2 separate regions of the Mus musculus genome follow, and region 2 is linked to region 1. The links are chromatin contacts, called in public Hi-C maps. All regions are on one chromosome and are shown on one strand. The core of a region is the stretch at or near the end of the contact, and the rest is flanking DNA. Distances in the headings are between cores, read along the strand shown.

Evidence for each region. A called contact is a pair of places that touch in the nucleus more often than the background predicts.
Region 2: a Hi-C map of liver shows a contact between it and region 1, with 8 times the contacts expected there. The contact joins the promoter of Klf3 here to the enhancer-like site in region 1. A contact is called at or near these places in 12 of 39 promoter capture datasets (the 3T3-L1 cell line, 3T3-L1-derived adipocytes, the SN4741 cell line and 7 more), 39 of 484 Hi-C or Micro-C datasets (the AML12 cell line, CD4 T cells, DN3 thymocytes and 19 more), 15 of 115 datasets of contacts at active chromatin or transcription factors (CD8 T cells, the SCID.adh cell line, acute myeloid leukemia and 9 more) and 3 of 9 other capture datasets (adipose tissue, liver and pancreatic islet).

Annotation. Positions count from the first base shown.
Region 1 is chr5:64,747,749-64,755,256 of GRCm38.p6, reverse strand. No RefSeq gene overlaps it. Among named protein-coding and RNA genes, the nearest start is that of Klf3, 52 kb to the left of the region's middle. Within about 2 kb of position 4,091, at least 35 of the 459 cell types and tissues checked have an H3K27ac peak or open chromatin away from gene starts, as enhancers often do. A contact at or near this core is called in the AML12 cell line, the SCID.adh cell line, bone marrow-derived macrophages and 4 more, where this site is marked.
Region 2 is chr5:64,799,344-64,806,851 of GRCm38.p6, reverse strand. It overlaps Klf3 (Kruppel-like factor 3 (basic)), which reads right to left and starts at 3,331. Exons shown (of 6, transcript NM_008453.6): 1 at 3,061-3,331. Gm38457 reads left to right here. Exons shown (of 2, transcript XM_006504241.4): 1 at 1-2,802; 2 at 2,893-4,482. The coding sequence starts at 2,563. The coding sequence ends at 3,357.

The DNA.
Region 1 (7,508 bases), core at 2,842-5,341:
AATGCTGATAGAGAGATGGAACTAAGGAGAGATAACCAACCATATGGCAGCATATAGAATAACCAGGTTAATTAAGTTACAAGCTAGCAGGAACAAGCCAAATCTTTAGGCCCAGATATTCATTTATAAATAATTCAGTTTCAAAGTCATTATTTTGGGAACTTGGGCATGGGCAGTAAAGTCCACAGTTACAGGTCTGCCATGTCAATACCCCACTTCTGGTACCAATTTCTGTCTTTGTCAGGGTTATTATTTCAGTGATAAAACACCATGATCAAAAAAGCAAGTTGAGCAAGAGATGGTTTATTTTTCTTATACTTCCATATCACTTGTTCATCTTATGAGGTTCCTTCCTTTCAGATGACTTTAGCTCGTGTCAGGTTGACATAAAACTATCCAGCACAGGTTGTTCACTGAGGAATAAGCACAAACAATAAACAGAAAAGTAGTAATACTGACATCATAGATCCAGCCATGCCAGAGGCCACACTGTGGAAACTAAAGGGCTCTGTTTGCCTTTAGATGTACCTTCCTTGGCTGGGGCACTAATATTCTCTGTGTGTTTGTATATGGAGGCCAGAGGTCAGTCTTGGGTATAATTTCTCAGAGACTTACACTTAGGCTAGGTTGGTTGTTCAGAGAGCAGCAGGGAACCATCTCTGACTCCCCAGCAAGGGACTTGCAGATGCACATCATGGTGCTAGTTTTTGATGTGGATATGGGCGTGTGTGTGTGTGTGTGTGTGTGTGAAAATATGCTTATACAGCAAGCACTTTACAGGACAAGTTCCTCAGCTCTTAATACTAATATTTTAAAGTGGAAACCAACTATTTAAAGTCTAGCGATCAGGAGGCTGGAGAGATGGGGTTAAAAGTGATTGCTACTCTTGTAGAGGACTGGAGTCTGGATCCTTACACCCACAACAGGCAAGGCAACTCATGAATACCTGTAACTCTAGCCCCAGGGGATCCAACCTCTGAGGACCTTTGCATATGCACACACACATAATACAAATAAGATCTTTCTCTCTCTCTTTTTTAATCTAGAGATTAGGATTTTGCCACTTGAAAACAGGAAGAACTGGTCACATTGGGCCACATTCCTTAAGGGGACAACTGGCCAGTATAGTATATCTGTAGCCGCTAAAGCACACCTTCTCTGATTACCACAGAGAGAGCCCCCATCTCCTTATGGTCTCCCAAACCTTGAAGCAGATGGGAACCAACATCTAATGTCACATACAATAGGACTTACTGTCCTCCGGGCACTGGTCTAAACACCTTAGCAAAGCATTCTTCCATCAATCCAGCCACCCGTCCACCCATCCATCTGTCAAATGCAAGGGAAGAAAGCAAATGCCAAGTGTCCAACTCTCTCCCTCTAGTACTCTGGGTTTTGCTCTTGACCACTCCATTGTATCACCTGGTACTGAGTATATTTGAGGTAGTGGGGGAGGAGGCAAGATACCCAAAATCAGATGGTACCAAAGTACAGAGGCTCATGTCCAGGACATTGTGTTTTGTTTAATTAGAGAAGGAGCCACACCAAAAAAGGGGGGGGGTGATTTTTGTAGTTTTAAAGATCAGAAAGTCCAGGCAGGTCAACCCCCCATGTGAAGGCCCTTGGAGAGCAATGCCTATTGGAGGAAAGCAGGTTGATGTCATCCATTGGACCGGATGCAGACAAAAGACATGCAATAGAAGAGGCCCTGCTGGGAGGTTGCCCAGGCTTGCCACGGATACCAGGGGCAGGGAGAATGACCTGGGTATTGGGGTCAGGAAGGTGGCCAGAGGTGTCTTTTGACCAGTGTGGTGTGGGATGAAGCCATCTGTCCAGGAGTCCCTCTGAACTTCATTCATTGATTTCACAATAGAAGAAAGTGGGTTTTGTAACCCGGGCATCCCTGTAGTGCTGGCCTGACTGTTTACTTCTGCCTCGGCCCCCGAGCCTATGAGCAAATACTTCAGGCACTGTTAACGAGCAGAAACTTGAGACAGAACTTATCTTGTAATGCTGGAGTTTGCATCATATCCAGGGCGTGGTGCTATTTTAGAAGGCAAGTTAAATAATTACATGTTTACAGGTTGAGCAAACAATGTGTGTGGCCCAAGAGGGCTCAGGATCTGTTCCCTGAATGCCCAGTGAACTAACTTGTTCAGCTGAAGGGGAGACTTGGAGGTATCAGGTGGTTTCAATGTGATACACATATATAAATGCACACGTATGCTTATATTACATAAGCATATATGTGTGTATGGGCTTATATTGAATATCAGTGTATCACCTTGTAATGGAGTAGGGAAGATTAGAGATATTATAATTCAACTGAGGCTAATTAGACAAGCTCAGGTCATTGATCCATCTCTGTACCATGTGTATTATATGTGACATACTCAATATATGACTTTATGGTTTTGGTGTTTCCTACATAAATGATAAATTGACAGAAGTTAACACTACCATCATAGGTCCATCATAAGCTCCACTCTTTTTAAATATTTTCAAATGTATTTAATCTTAATTAATTAACTAATTAATTAATTAATGTGAGTCTATGTGAGTATATGGCTTGTATGTATAGGTACCCAAAAATGTTAGAAGTGTGGGTCAGGGGGTTGTGAGTCACCTGATGTGGGTCCTGGGGACAGAACTCAAGGTGTCATGTAAGCCATTTTTCTAACCTCTAAACTACTTTCTTTAGAGAAAAACAAATAAACAAACAAAACTACAGTTAAACAACTATGTGCTATGTTCTCCTATTCCAGTGTTATGTCCCCTAGGAGAGGGGATAGAACCTTGTTTGTTTCGGTATTAGTGTGGTTTGGTTGTTGTTTCAGCAGACATGGTCTTGCAATGTTGTCTACCTAGCCTCAGACTTTTGTTGTTTGTTTGTTTCTTTGTTTGTGTATTTGAGGTTTCTCTGGGTAGCCCTGGCTGTCCTGGAACTCACTCTGTAGACCAGGCTGGCCTCAAACTCACAGAGACCTGCCTGCCTCTGCCTCCCAAATGCTGGGATTAAAAGTGTTTGCCACCACTCCCTGGTATGGTCTCAGACTCTAATATGCAATCCTTCTGTCTCAGCCTCCTGAGTAGCTGGGGCTACAGGTGCTGGACCATGCGGTGGGTTGGCTTTGTTTTGCTTTTGCTTTGCTGAGCCTGAGCATCAGGCCCGGGTGCTCAGGCATGCCAGCTTTCTTTCTCAGTTTGTCATCTACTGTCATTCAGTGAGGAGTCATGAGTGGCATTAGTCAGGAGCCACAGGTCACACCCTCACCCGATCTCTTTCCCTGGTTTGTTTCTCTCAGATGATCTCCCTCTCTCTTCTATGTTTGCTTTTCAGGGACAATGAAAACCCCGAGAGCGGTCCTCAGGCTGAGGACAGTTTAAATGCATTGGAAACAGGGCAGTCACTCATCCTTCCAGCTTGATAAGACAAAAAGGTGACTGCTTGGGGGCAGGGTCTCTCCTTTCTCTCCCTACTTTAGGCAGGCTTTAGGATGAGTTGCCCCTGGCGTTCTTAGAGGTAGGTAGCGTCAGGGCACAGGTTTGGTTTCCTGGCCTCCTTTGGGGTGACTTTAAATATGATGTCTTGTTAGTTTTGTGGACCAGGCTTCCCCCTTTGGAGTGAGGGGAAGCTCATTTGGGTGCCTCTGCTTCTATGACAATGACACCAGGGTTTGGCACTCCTTGTCTCTGGCCGTTCTGTCCTGGACTAATGTCACTGTCTCTCGAGCTGTTGTCACCAAAGCCTGTGTGGTGACTTTGGTGCACTTTGAGCCAGGGCAGCGTGGAATAACTTCCTGAAGGATTGCTTCCTTCCCCCGGGGAAGGGTACAGCTGTGCCAGTACCCTGTATCATCCAAGTCTCATTTCCTTATTTATAAATCAGCCTCTGATTGCCTCTGAAATGCCTCCTGCTTGCATAGCCTGTGAGCTAAAGGAGGCTAAAGCACAGGTATGCTGGTGGATATCTGAATTCCCAATACTGGGGAGGGAGTCAGAGGCAAGGGAGATTGTTGTGAGTTCCAGGCTGGCCATGAACATGATTTGATCCTACCTCAAAACCACGAGTAAGAAGTTTCAAAACCATGTCCATGGGATGTTTAAAGTGCCGTGTGTATGACTACCACAGATCAGTCACTGTGCAAATGTACAAGTTATTGTGAGGACAGAAATTTTTGGACTGTGGCCAGGAGGCTTGCAAAAGATTAGATAGATCCCAGGAAAATGACACTTGCTCCCTTCGTGTTTGTGTGTGTGTGTGTGTGTGTGTGTGTGTGTGTGTGTGTGTGTGTGTGTGTGTGAGAGAGAGAGAGAGAGAGAGAGAGAGAGAGAGAGAGAGAGAGAGATCTTTGAAGTTGATGAAGGGCTAAGAATGCCTGGTACACTGGAAGCAATAAGCAGTGTGTGATGTCAAGATCAAGGGCTCTGATGGGCAGGGCCCTTCATTTACCTGTTTCTGGTACTTGATGCTGGTATATGGGTTTTTGATGAGAACTTCTTATTATCAGTAAGTCTTGTGACTTGGCATTACCTCAAGGACACCATCATATGCTGTATGTAATAACAGTGTATTGATGACATACTCTTGTTTCCCATAATAGATTTGGGCGTGTCTGATAAGGACTGACTCAGGATGGGCAGGTCTTTCTCTATTACCCAGATACTGAGACTGGCTTTGGTCTGCAGTTGCTATACAGGTTCATCGCACCTGCCGTCTCTCTGATTCTATTACATGTGGATTCTTGGCAGTGCCATCTCAGTTTAGGGCTTCTCAATCTGGCTTCTCTGGGTCTCTCTGGGTATTTGAGAAATCCTTGCAGATCCTTGCAGAATTAGATATATATGAGTGCATTTCCATAGGAGCAAGGCCAGCCAGAACAAAGGGATAAAAGGGATGCAGCTGGAAGTGGTAACATGTATATAATCACAGCACTGGGAAGACTGAGGCAGGAGGATGGTTCTGAGTTTGAGGTCAGCCTGAGTTACCATGTGCTCCAGGCATCTTGGGTTACAGAGTAAGATCTTATCTCAAAGTGAACAACAAAACAACAATGAATAAAAAACAAAACAAAATGGCAAGAACAATGCCACCGAAGGTGTCCCCAGCTAGGGAGGAATGGAAGGGACTTCATAAGATTAAAATATAAAGGTTTAACCTTAACACAGACATCCCCAGCACTGATAGAGCGATCACAGCACTTACACACACACACACACACACACACACACACACACACACACACACCCGCTCCTCCGGTAACTAGCAATGCAATGGTTTTCATGGTTTCAGAGCAGCTGTCTAGGACTGAGCCCAGGGTAGCTGAGGCCTAAGCATGCTTGATGAGTAACTGTGAAGACTCGGCACGTTCTTTGTCCTTAGAAAGGGGGACTGTTTTGGTTTTCCCCCTCAAGAAACGTACGCGTCATAGGACAGTTTCCAGGGAAAGAGAGAAACCGACTTTAACGGCAGCAATGTAAGAGTATCAAGTCAAAGTTTCAGGGTGCGACTTTAAAATTATTTTCATTAAGACTTTTTTTTTTTTTTAAGGAAAAGGAAAAAGGGCTTCTTTCCCAGCTTTTGTTTGTGAGAGAATAACTCCTTTATGCCTGGCTTTGCCTCTAGGCTAGCACGGGGCTGCAGTGCCACACCCTAGGGCGGGTTTTGGCTCAGGTCAGTCTTCCTCCTTCTCTTTCTTTCTCTTCTTCCTTTTCTTCCTGCTTCTCCACCCCTCCCCCTCAAAACACTTCTCTCTCTCTCTCTATCTCTCTCTCTCTCTCTCTCTCTCTTTCTTCAATCTCCCACCCCCCATCTTTAACAAGTATAATCTTTATTTATCACTAGTGTAGAATCTGGAACATCTGAAGGAGATACTTGTCACCATGAATCTATCTGGGAAAGGAAGAGGACTTCCGATGAATCTGACTTTGACTCTACAGAACCTCTCTTTAACAAGGGTGACTGAGCTGGGCATGGTAGAATGCCTGTCACATGTTTAAGGATGTTTAAGGATCTGAGTTTGTATCCCAGAATCCACAAAAGAAAAAAAAAAAAGAAATGGCGATGTCTGTAATCCCAGTGTTAAGGAAGAAGAGACAGATGGTTCTCTGGGGGCTCACTGGTCAGAAAGCCTGGCTTAGTCTGGGAGCTTCAGGTTCAGTGAGAGATGCTGTCTCAAAACATTAAGGGGAACAGCAATTGAGAAAGACAGCCTAGAGCATGGCCTACACATGCATGTACACACACTTGCACATACATAAATGCACACACAGAGAAGGCAACAGGTGACTTATACATACATACATATCTAGACGGGTAAAGTGCACAATCTTGGCTGCTATTTTCATGAGGGAGTTAGAAAACCCAACGTCCACTCATCAAGATATAGTATGGTACCTGTAAGATGCTGGCCTGTAGTTTTAAAAACTTACCTTTTGGTGTTTGACATGCATGGAAAATTAACAACGAGAATCCATGGTCAGACTTCTGAAAAGGAAAGGCCAAAGTGACTGGGGGAATATACCAGATCATCCACAGAGTGATACTCACTGTCACTTAAAATACAGGTGGTAGGTCCAAGGGAAGCAATATGATACTGCTCAGCAGTCAAGTTTAATTGGGAACTGCATCCATTGGGTCTTCAAGGATAAATACCAACTTAAGTGCTAAATAAAGAAAACAAGTCTCAGGACATGCGCAAGATTTACTCTGTGTGTGTGTTGGCCCCTTAAAGTGCGTGTCTTTGCTTTTGATAATCTGGGGGGAAATACACGTCATAGACAGGATGACCATGAGAGAGACAGCCTCTGTGTTACCTGTTTGTGCTGGCTCTGTTGATGGTCTCTGGATGACCAGCTCTCTTCTAAAGAAACCATATGGCATTTTGTGAACATCCTGCCTTCTTCTAATGGGTCGTATGACTTCCCAGATCCAGAGAGCTATCTCTTCTCTTCTCTTCTCTTCTCTTCTCTTCTCTTCTCTCCCTCCCTCCCTCCCTCCCTCCCTCCCTCCCTCTCTCTCTCTCCATTTCAGTTTAATTATAAATAACTAAATACATAACCAAAAAAAAATGCAGAAATGCTAAAAGATGCTATAGTCAGCACAGTATATTTTCAGAATTTGGAATTTGCCCTTCACAGCGTATGAGTCCTCCTACCTCAGATCCCACCCAAAGTCCTGTGCCAATGGCCTGCCAGCTACATCTCTGCAGCTGGCAGCATGGCCCTGAGAGGGTCAGAGAAGGCAAGGACTGCTGCCCTTTCTCAAAGGAAGGTCTTCCTCCCAGGTTGGACAGGGGGACCTGTAGTTTCTCTTCTGCGGTGTAGGTCAGGCTTCATACCGTGCATTTGTCCTACAACAGGGAGTGAAGATAAAAATTTACCTTCCAGGTGGGTAGGGGAGGGGAGGGGGGGCCTGGGGGACTTTTGGGATAGCATTTGAAATGTAAATGAAGAAAATACCTAATTAAAAAAGATAAATAAATAAAAATCTTTAAAAAAATGTACCT
Region 2 (7,508 bases), core at 2,082-4,581, 52 kb before region 1:
CTGCAACTCAAGCCCAGGTGGCTAAGCTATTTAAATTTTCCATCCCCTGGGTCTACCTGGGGCAGCCCAGAGTGAAAATGAGCAAGGGTGGGCCAGAGCTTTCGCATAATGCCAGATCTTTAACTCCAAGGTGTTAATCCTGATCTAAACTTGACAGCTCCAGGGCAGTGTGCCTATCTCCCGACAATGGCTGTATCCACCTTCACAGGAAAACTGCAAAAACACCTTCCTTTAGATTTGTCCATATGCCCACAAAATCCCTAACATCCCATCAGCGGGATAACTTTTAAAAGGTAAAAAGTATCGATTTGCCCCTTTAACAGTGGGGCAAAGGGTGTGTGTTAAAAGGTTAACTGACTTCTCAATTATGACATAACACAGGCATCTTGAGCAATCACAGTGTAGAGACATGATAGCTCCCTGGGTGGGGATACAAAGTTTAGGGGCAGGGACCATGGCCTGGTTTAGGCTACTGATCGACCAGAAAACAGCCTGAAACAGGAAAGAGCACACATATGCCACTTGGAATGTATGACGCAAACCCCAGCCTTGAAACAAAGAACAGGAAACAGCCCGGCCGGCAGTGCTGGAGAGAGAGCACAGAGAAACATTTAGCCAGCCCTCCCTGACCCTATATTCATGAGCAGCTGGAGTTTTTTAAGACAACAACAGGGGGGTGGAGGTGTTTGTTCTATGGGTGTGAATAATAACACCAGCTTTATACAAGGGGACCTGCCCTATTTACAAACAGGAGCTGGGGCATACACTAAACATCCCAAGCACACATGCGATTTTATCATCTCCAAGCTGCAGAGACCTTCCGAGTTACCTAGTGCCAGCCTCCTTCCTGATTTCTTTTGTCCCTTTCAGCCAGGTCCCAAGGGCTAACAGCCCTGACTAAATTCTACGATGGAAAATGATCAGATCTAGCCCAGATCTAGCCATCATGCATATTGAGGAAGATCTAGAGAAGGCACTGCTGTAAAAATCCAGGTTACAACTGGGTTATCCCACAGAACCAAAGCTGGACCTAGTTCAAGCTTCCTTTGGTCACAGCTAGACAGAAGACAGACTTGGCCTCTTTAGCCACTTGAAAATCTCGTTTTTTTTTTTTTTCAAATGTAGTCAAGGACATAGCTACTCACTGGTTCTCCACATAAAGCTACTGAAAGTCACCCTTTTGGGAATGTGATTTTTACTGCAATTCGTAAACTCCAGCACCAGTTTTACCAGATAATCTAACAATGACTCTTTTCCCTGAGATATTCAAAGGCAGCAGGGTCCATTTAAAGTCCCACCCACAGTAGTTTTTTCTTTACATGTTGTTAGCCAAGATGATTTAACTCAACTCAGGTTTCCATTATCAGGGACTTACGGATTGGTCTGTAGACAAAACTACAGGTTAACAAGAAAAAAAAGGGGGGGAGGGGGGAAAGGCATCGCTGTACCCATAGCAACAAGATTGCATTTTAATATAGAAACTTTGCAGCAGAGAGACAATAGCTCCCTCCACAGCTATGTAGTTTTGTATTGGGAAGGGTTTGCAACCCAAGCAGCTACTGTCACTCCTACACTTTGATACTCTCCTTAATTTCAGCCAAATGGTCACTACAGAGCACCTCCACAGGACTTGGCTAGCGGCGACGGTCTGCAGCAAACCTCAATGATGAGAAAACTGATTTTTCTCTAGGGAGTATAAATTAATCAAACATCTTCTTTCAGGTTTCTCTAAACAGCCTAAGGTAAACACGCACGTTTAAGCCACGGAATAACTCAGGGGGCTCTTTCTTCATAAACCCTAACTTACAAAATTATTAAGATGTTTGTTACATTCCTGGGATGAGGCAAGTTATCATGCAAGCAGAATTTCTTATAAAAAGTGTTCCTCAAATTTATGCATAAAGTTCTCATTTATCTTAACTGGCCCACGTTCACTCAATTTTGCTTAGTGACAAGATATCAAATCCAAATGAATTCAGAATACCAATTCATACTTCCCCCCCAACACCACTCTTGAGAATAAAGTATCTCCAACAATATTAGAGGAAAAAAAATATAAGTTCTTAGAACCAAATCTCATGACTCCGTGTAAAATAAAATCTCAATGACTCTGTGTAAAGTGTTTATTTTGAAGAATACAAGGTAAACATTATCCAGTGTCCATTTAACCTGAATTATTCAAAGGCTCATTCATATTCAATTAGTATTATTGTAAAATACTACTATTGTAAGTACTGCAGTAAAAATTTACAGAAGTGTTTCTGTTATCCGCCAAAGACATGGATATGACAATTCCAACTCTTATTTGCCACCTCCAAGCTATCCAAAGGTTCTGGTCCACACCACTGTCCTGTGGTCCCTACAGGGCTCCGGTTCCCTAACACCGAAGGCGCTCTGCACTGCTAGCCACGCTGCAATCCTTTGCTTCAGGCACTGCGGCAGGTTCTCTCCAAGTCCCCAAAGGCAGTCTCTCCAAACCTCGGTGGTTCTTTTCCTCCCCCCTGCCTTCCCCCACAAGCCAAATGACCCAGCAGTTAGCGCGCTCCGGGTACGGAAAAGGGGATGCTTCTTCAGTCCCAATCGCCCCCAAGTTTCTCGCCAGGGGCGCTGGAGGCTGGGCTCCAAGTTTGCTGGGCGGCAGCTGGGGGGCGCGGGCGGGGGGCGGGAGCCCCGAGTCCAGGCGGGAGGGGGAGGAGCAGGCGCGCGGCCTCGCCGCTACCTGGCTCCTTCCAACGCGGCCGCTCGCGGGGTGCGCCGGGGGCTCCGATGGGAACCGAGCGCGGGGGACCCGGGACCACACAGGTGAGCCCCGCCCGCGGGCTCCCAATCCACCGAGTTCCCCTATCCCACGATCCCGCCCGCCATCCCCTCCCCCTCGCTCCTCCACCCCAGCTCCGAAGCACTTTCCCAAGCCCGAAGGAGCCCTCGCTGCACCCCGAACCCGTTCTCCGCGTCCTGCTTTCTCCGAAGGGAAAAAAAAAAGGAGAGAAAGAGAGAGAAGCAAGCAGATGCGGCGCAAAGCGGGGCGCAGGACGGCAAGGTGAGGGCGCGGGGACTTACTCTGCCAAGCGCGGTGCCGAGCGCAGCGGCCAAGAAACCCAGGCCCGGCTCCCCGGCGCCCGGAACCCCGCGGGCCGGCAGGTCAAGCGCTTCGGGCCGGACGGCGTCCGGGATAGGGACCGCGACCGCACGGACGCGCGGGTGGGGTTGGCTCGGGTGGCGCTCGCACTGCGCTCCGGCCGCGGCTCCGCGCGGCTCGGCTCCCCGCTCCCCTCTGGCTCCTTGGCACCAACTCTGGGCAGTCACATGACGCCGGCGCCGCTCGCTCTGCGAGCCTCCCCGGGGCTGGCGGGGTAAGTAGAGGCTGGGAGCCGGGGTGGGAGGGTCAGGGAGGGGCAGCGGGAGCCGCCACAGCCGCCCGGGCTGGGAGGGGTCCCCACCCACTTGGGTGGAGGCAGCCGCCGGAGGGGTCGGCGAGTCACTGGCAAACACGCACCCCGCCCTGCCCTTCCCCGCCCCCGCCTCCCGCGCCGCCCCCGCCCGCGCCCCGCCCAGTCACCCGGGGCCAGCCTGACAGACACTCATTATTCCCCGGAGCCGGGCGCCGCCCCGCCGGCTCGACCTGTCCCGGGAGGCGCGGCGCGGCCTCGGGGCTGGGCGTGAGCGGCCCCCGCCCGGCTCTCCACCCTGGGCCTCCACCCCGCCTGAGCGCTCCGCCCGGCGCCCTGAGCCCGCGGCCCCGCCCTAGCTGTCCTGGCCTCCTCGCTGCGGCCCGAGCCCCGGGGGGAAGGAAGGGCGGCGTTGGCCCGCTCCGGGCGTCACACGCTCTACGGCCCCTAGCGCCGCTTCCAAAACACACAGCCCGGGTTCGCAGGCGAGCCGAGGAGTGGGGGAGCGAGGCCGTCAATCACTCGCTCCCGCGGGAAGGGCCGCCCCTCCCGGGCAGAGGGCGGTGGAGCGGGTGTTGCGGCCCAGGATGCCCTGTCCCTACGTCGGGGAGCGCGGTGCTCCAGGAGCGATCGCTGCCTTGTGCACAGGGGTCGCGCTGCAGCCTGCGCGCTGGCGCTGTTCGGAGACTTCGGGTCGCCCCTGTTCTTTCGCCTACCCTGCAGGGGCCGCTTCCAGCCTGGAGGGACTTTTCTTGGAAAGGTGGAGACCCCCGGAGGAGTGCGACTCCCCAAGGGCCCGATGCTCTGGAGCGAAAAGGCGTTCGCTGGTCAGCCTTGCTGCCAGAAAATTTAGCAAACTTCGGGCAGATCCTCCCACCTGGGGCGAGAGCTCTGGCTGGCCTGGGGCTCAGCCCCGGGACCTTTCCTTTCACACTTTAAGAGCCTCAAGGCACTTTTTCCGTGGAAACCAGGCCAGCGCGAGGACAACTTCGCTGAGCTTGGTGCTAGGCTAGAGTCGGAGGCTTTTGAGTTTCCTTTTAAAACAGTATTAATGTAATAAGGAACGCAATAAAAAGAACAAAGGACAAATTGGTTCAATTGTTTTAGTTCTGTGTAATGTTTTAAAACAACCCGGCTTCAGTCTATGGCTTGTTATTACTTCAAGATGTTTTAAAGGCCCTGTAAGTTCACCATTCTCACTTCACTTTGATGCTTCAGCCAGGCATGGTACTACTTAAAACGTAGTGATACATAGATTCCCCACTCCTTGTTGTAACTACAAGGTACAATTAAACTAGAACCCAGTAACCTCCAACACTGAAATTGTCTGTCCTGAGGAGACCCAGAACCCACTAGTTCACATTCCAGTATAATGTCCTGTTTAAAATGTAAGTGGTGAGGGTCTTGGGTGGTTTATTTCCAAATAAAATAGTCAAAGAAAAAGTTGGGTTTTTGTTTGTGTGTGTGATTTGTAAATTGCTGCTCCTAGGTGACCAATCATTAGCAATATATTTGAATGGCTAGGATTTAAATGAGAGATAGAAAGAAAAAAAAAGATAAAGTAGATCAGATGGCTTGAAAAGTGGCCCAAGATAAGAAGGGTGGGGATGGGGGTGGGGGTTAACACCTTAGTGAGCACTGATTTGGGTGCCTCTAGGGAAAAAGATCTAATCAAAGCCTGAGTGCTTGTAGTGCTGAGTAGCTCAGCAAGAGACACAGAAACTCTTCCAGGTGGGCAAGTCGGAACTGCCTGAAGTCATCCCTGACCCTTGCCCCTCCCTAGCAGATCGCCAAACTGTCTCCCATCATTACTTACTCCTTGGCCACTACCCTGGTACACCCTGTTGCAACAGTGTCTCCCATTTGTAGCATGATTAAAGGTGTGGGAAGAGAGTGGAAGCAATGGAGTAAGAATGTCCTTTCTAAATAAAGTACAGATCTAAATGTGTCAGTTTCTTGGGTGACTCAGTTTGGGTTCGACCTTTCTATCTGTACCGAAGGGTATCTGTCTTAGTTACTTTTCTATTGCTCTGCTGAATGCCATGATCAAGCTACCTTCGAGAAGGAAGGGTTCATTTGGGGTTTGTGGTTTCATCCTCATCACCATCACCGTGGGAAAGTGTGGCCCCAGGTAGGTATGGCAGCAGGACCTGCTGAGAGCTTACATTCTGAACTGGAGAAGCATAGCACTAACTGGGGATGGGGTGGGGTGGCCTTTTGATATCTCAAGCCACTCCCCAGCAACCCCCTTCCTCCAGCAAGGCATCTCCCAAACCTCCGGAAACAGGGCTACCAACAGGAAACCAAGTATTCAGGTGCCCAAGAAGATCTCATTCAGACCAGCACGTTCTGCTCACTGGCATCTCTAGTCTGACCATACAGTAATGCAAAACACATTTAGTCCAGCTTCAAACGTCCTCATAGTCTTTCAGTCCCAACCCTGATTTCTAAGTCCAAAGTCTCTTCCAAGGCTCAAGACAATCTCTTAGTTATAACTTTCTATAAAATTTAAAAGCAAGTGACATGCTTCTAATGTACAGTGGCACAGAATATACACAACCATTTCAAAAGGGAGGGATGGAGGTATAGAGAGCAAATACTGGAGCAAAGCAACTCTGAACCGCAGCAGGGAAAAACTCCAAAGTTCTCTATCTCTTTGTCTGATGCCAAATGTCTCTAACATTCCAGCTCTGCTGCCGGTAACACACTCGTCTCTCTTGGGTCCATTCCACGCCTTATGGGCAGCTCTCCTTGGTAGATATCTCACTGATATGGCATCTCTAACAGCTTGGGCCTCACTTCCACAGCTTCACACAAGTAACTTTCGTGTCCCCGGAGAAGAGATTTCTCTGCCAAAGACCTGGCCTCGGTGGCACTCTGAAACCGTGGAGACTGGACAGTCCCTTTATTTATATAGCCTTCATGACTAAAGTCAGTATCGCATGGACGACACTGCCCAGTTTGGCTGCCAGTTTGGGATGGACCCTGTTCCCCTTGAATGCATTTGCTGTAGCTTTTGTGTTTGTTCCTTCCTAGGAGAAGATAATTCTTTGGAAGCTTAGCTGGGTGGGGTCTTGCCCTTGGAGCGCTCTCACCTTTCTTCCAATGCAGCTCAGACCCATCCTTTGTCTCCTTATCTCTTTCTTCACTAGGCTTGTCAGCAGCACTAAGGCTCACAGTGCTCTTTTTCCTCTTCAAACTGTCCGTCCTGTATTTCTTCGTATGCTACTTGCTCTTTTTACTGTAGACCTATATAACCATGCAACAGTCATTATTAGGCTGTCTTGAAATGTCCTCCAAAGGAATCAGGTCACCAATTTTGAACTTCACCTCAGGCAAATTCTTAGGACAAAGGCAGAGGCAGATACCACTTTTGCTAAAGTTTCACAAGAGCTGCCCAGTTGCTGTTAAAGTCCTTGCTTCCTCTGAAGCCTTTTGAGCTGCTCCTCCAAAGTTCCCAAGGCTATCAGCACTGTCTTCCAAGGCCATCCCACTAAATCCTGCTTTAAAAATTCAACTGTGTTCTAGTCGAAAGGTCCAAAGTCTTCTACTTTCCCCCAAACCCCACTCCTGGTTAGTCTGTCACAGTAATACCCCACTCCTGGTACAAACTCCAGTCGTAGTTCATTTTCTGTTGCCATGACTAAAACATCATAACCATTACAACATAGAAAAGGAAGAGTTTCTTTTGGGCTCATGGTTCAAGAAGGATGAGAGTCCATCACTATAATGGTATGGAAGCTTGGCAGCAGACAGGCATTGCCACAAAGAACAGCTGAAAGCTCACATCTCAAATGGCAGGCAGCAGAGGGATATGTTACAGGATATCTAAACCTGTTTCTAGTTAGGGTGTGGCTCAGCTCTTAGCACATACCTTCCATGCCTCTGGCTGGAATATAGGCACATCCTTAGTACCCACCTTTGATCCCAAACAATGAAGGTAAAGTTAGTTGGTAGAAGGAAGCACCCATGTTTGAAATTGATCTCTAATTGAGTGGCAGAAAACGTGACAAGTCAGAGAAAGATTTGACAGAATGCTATGCCCAACTCTTGCAAGAAGAAAGAGAAAAGGAAAGTTACTGAAGGGAGAGACAGACAGCACAGGAGGAAGAGAGTCCA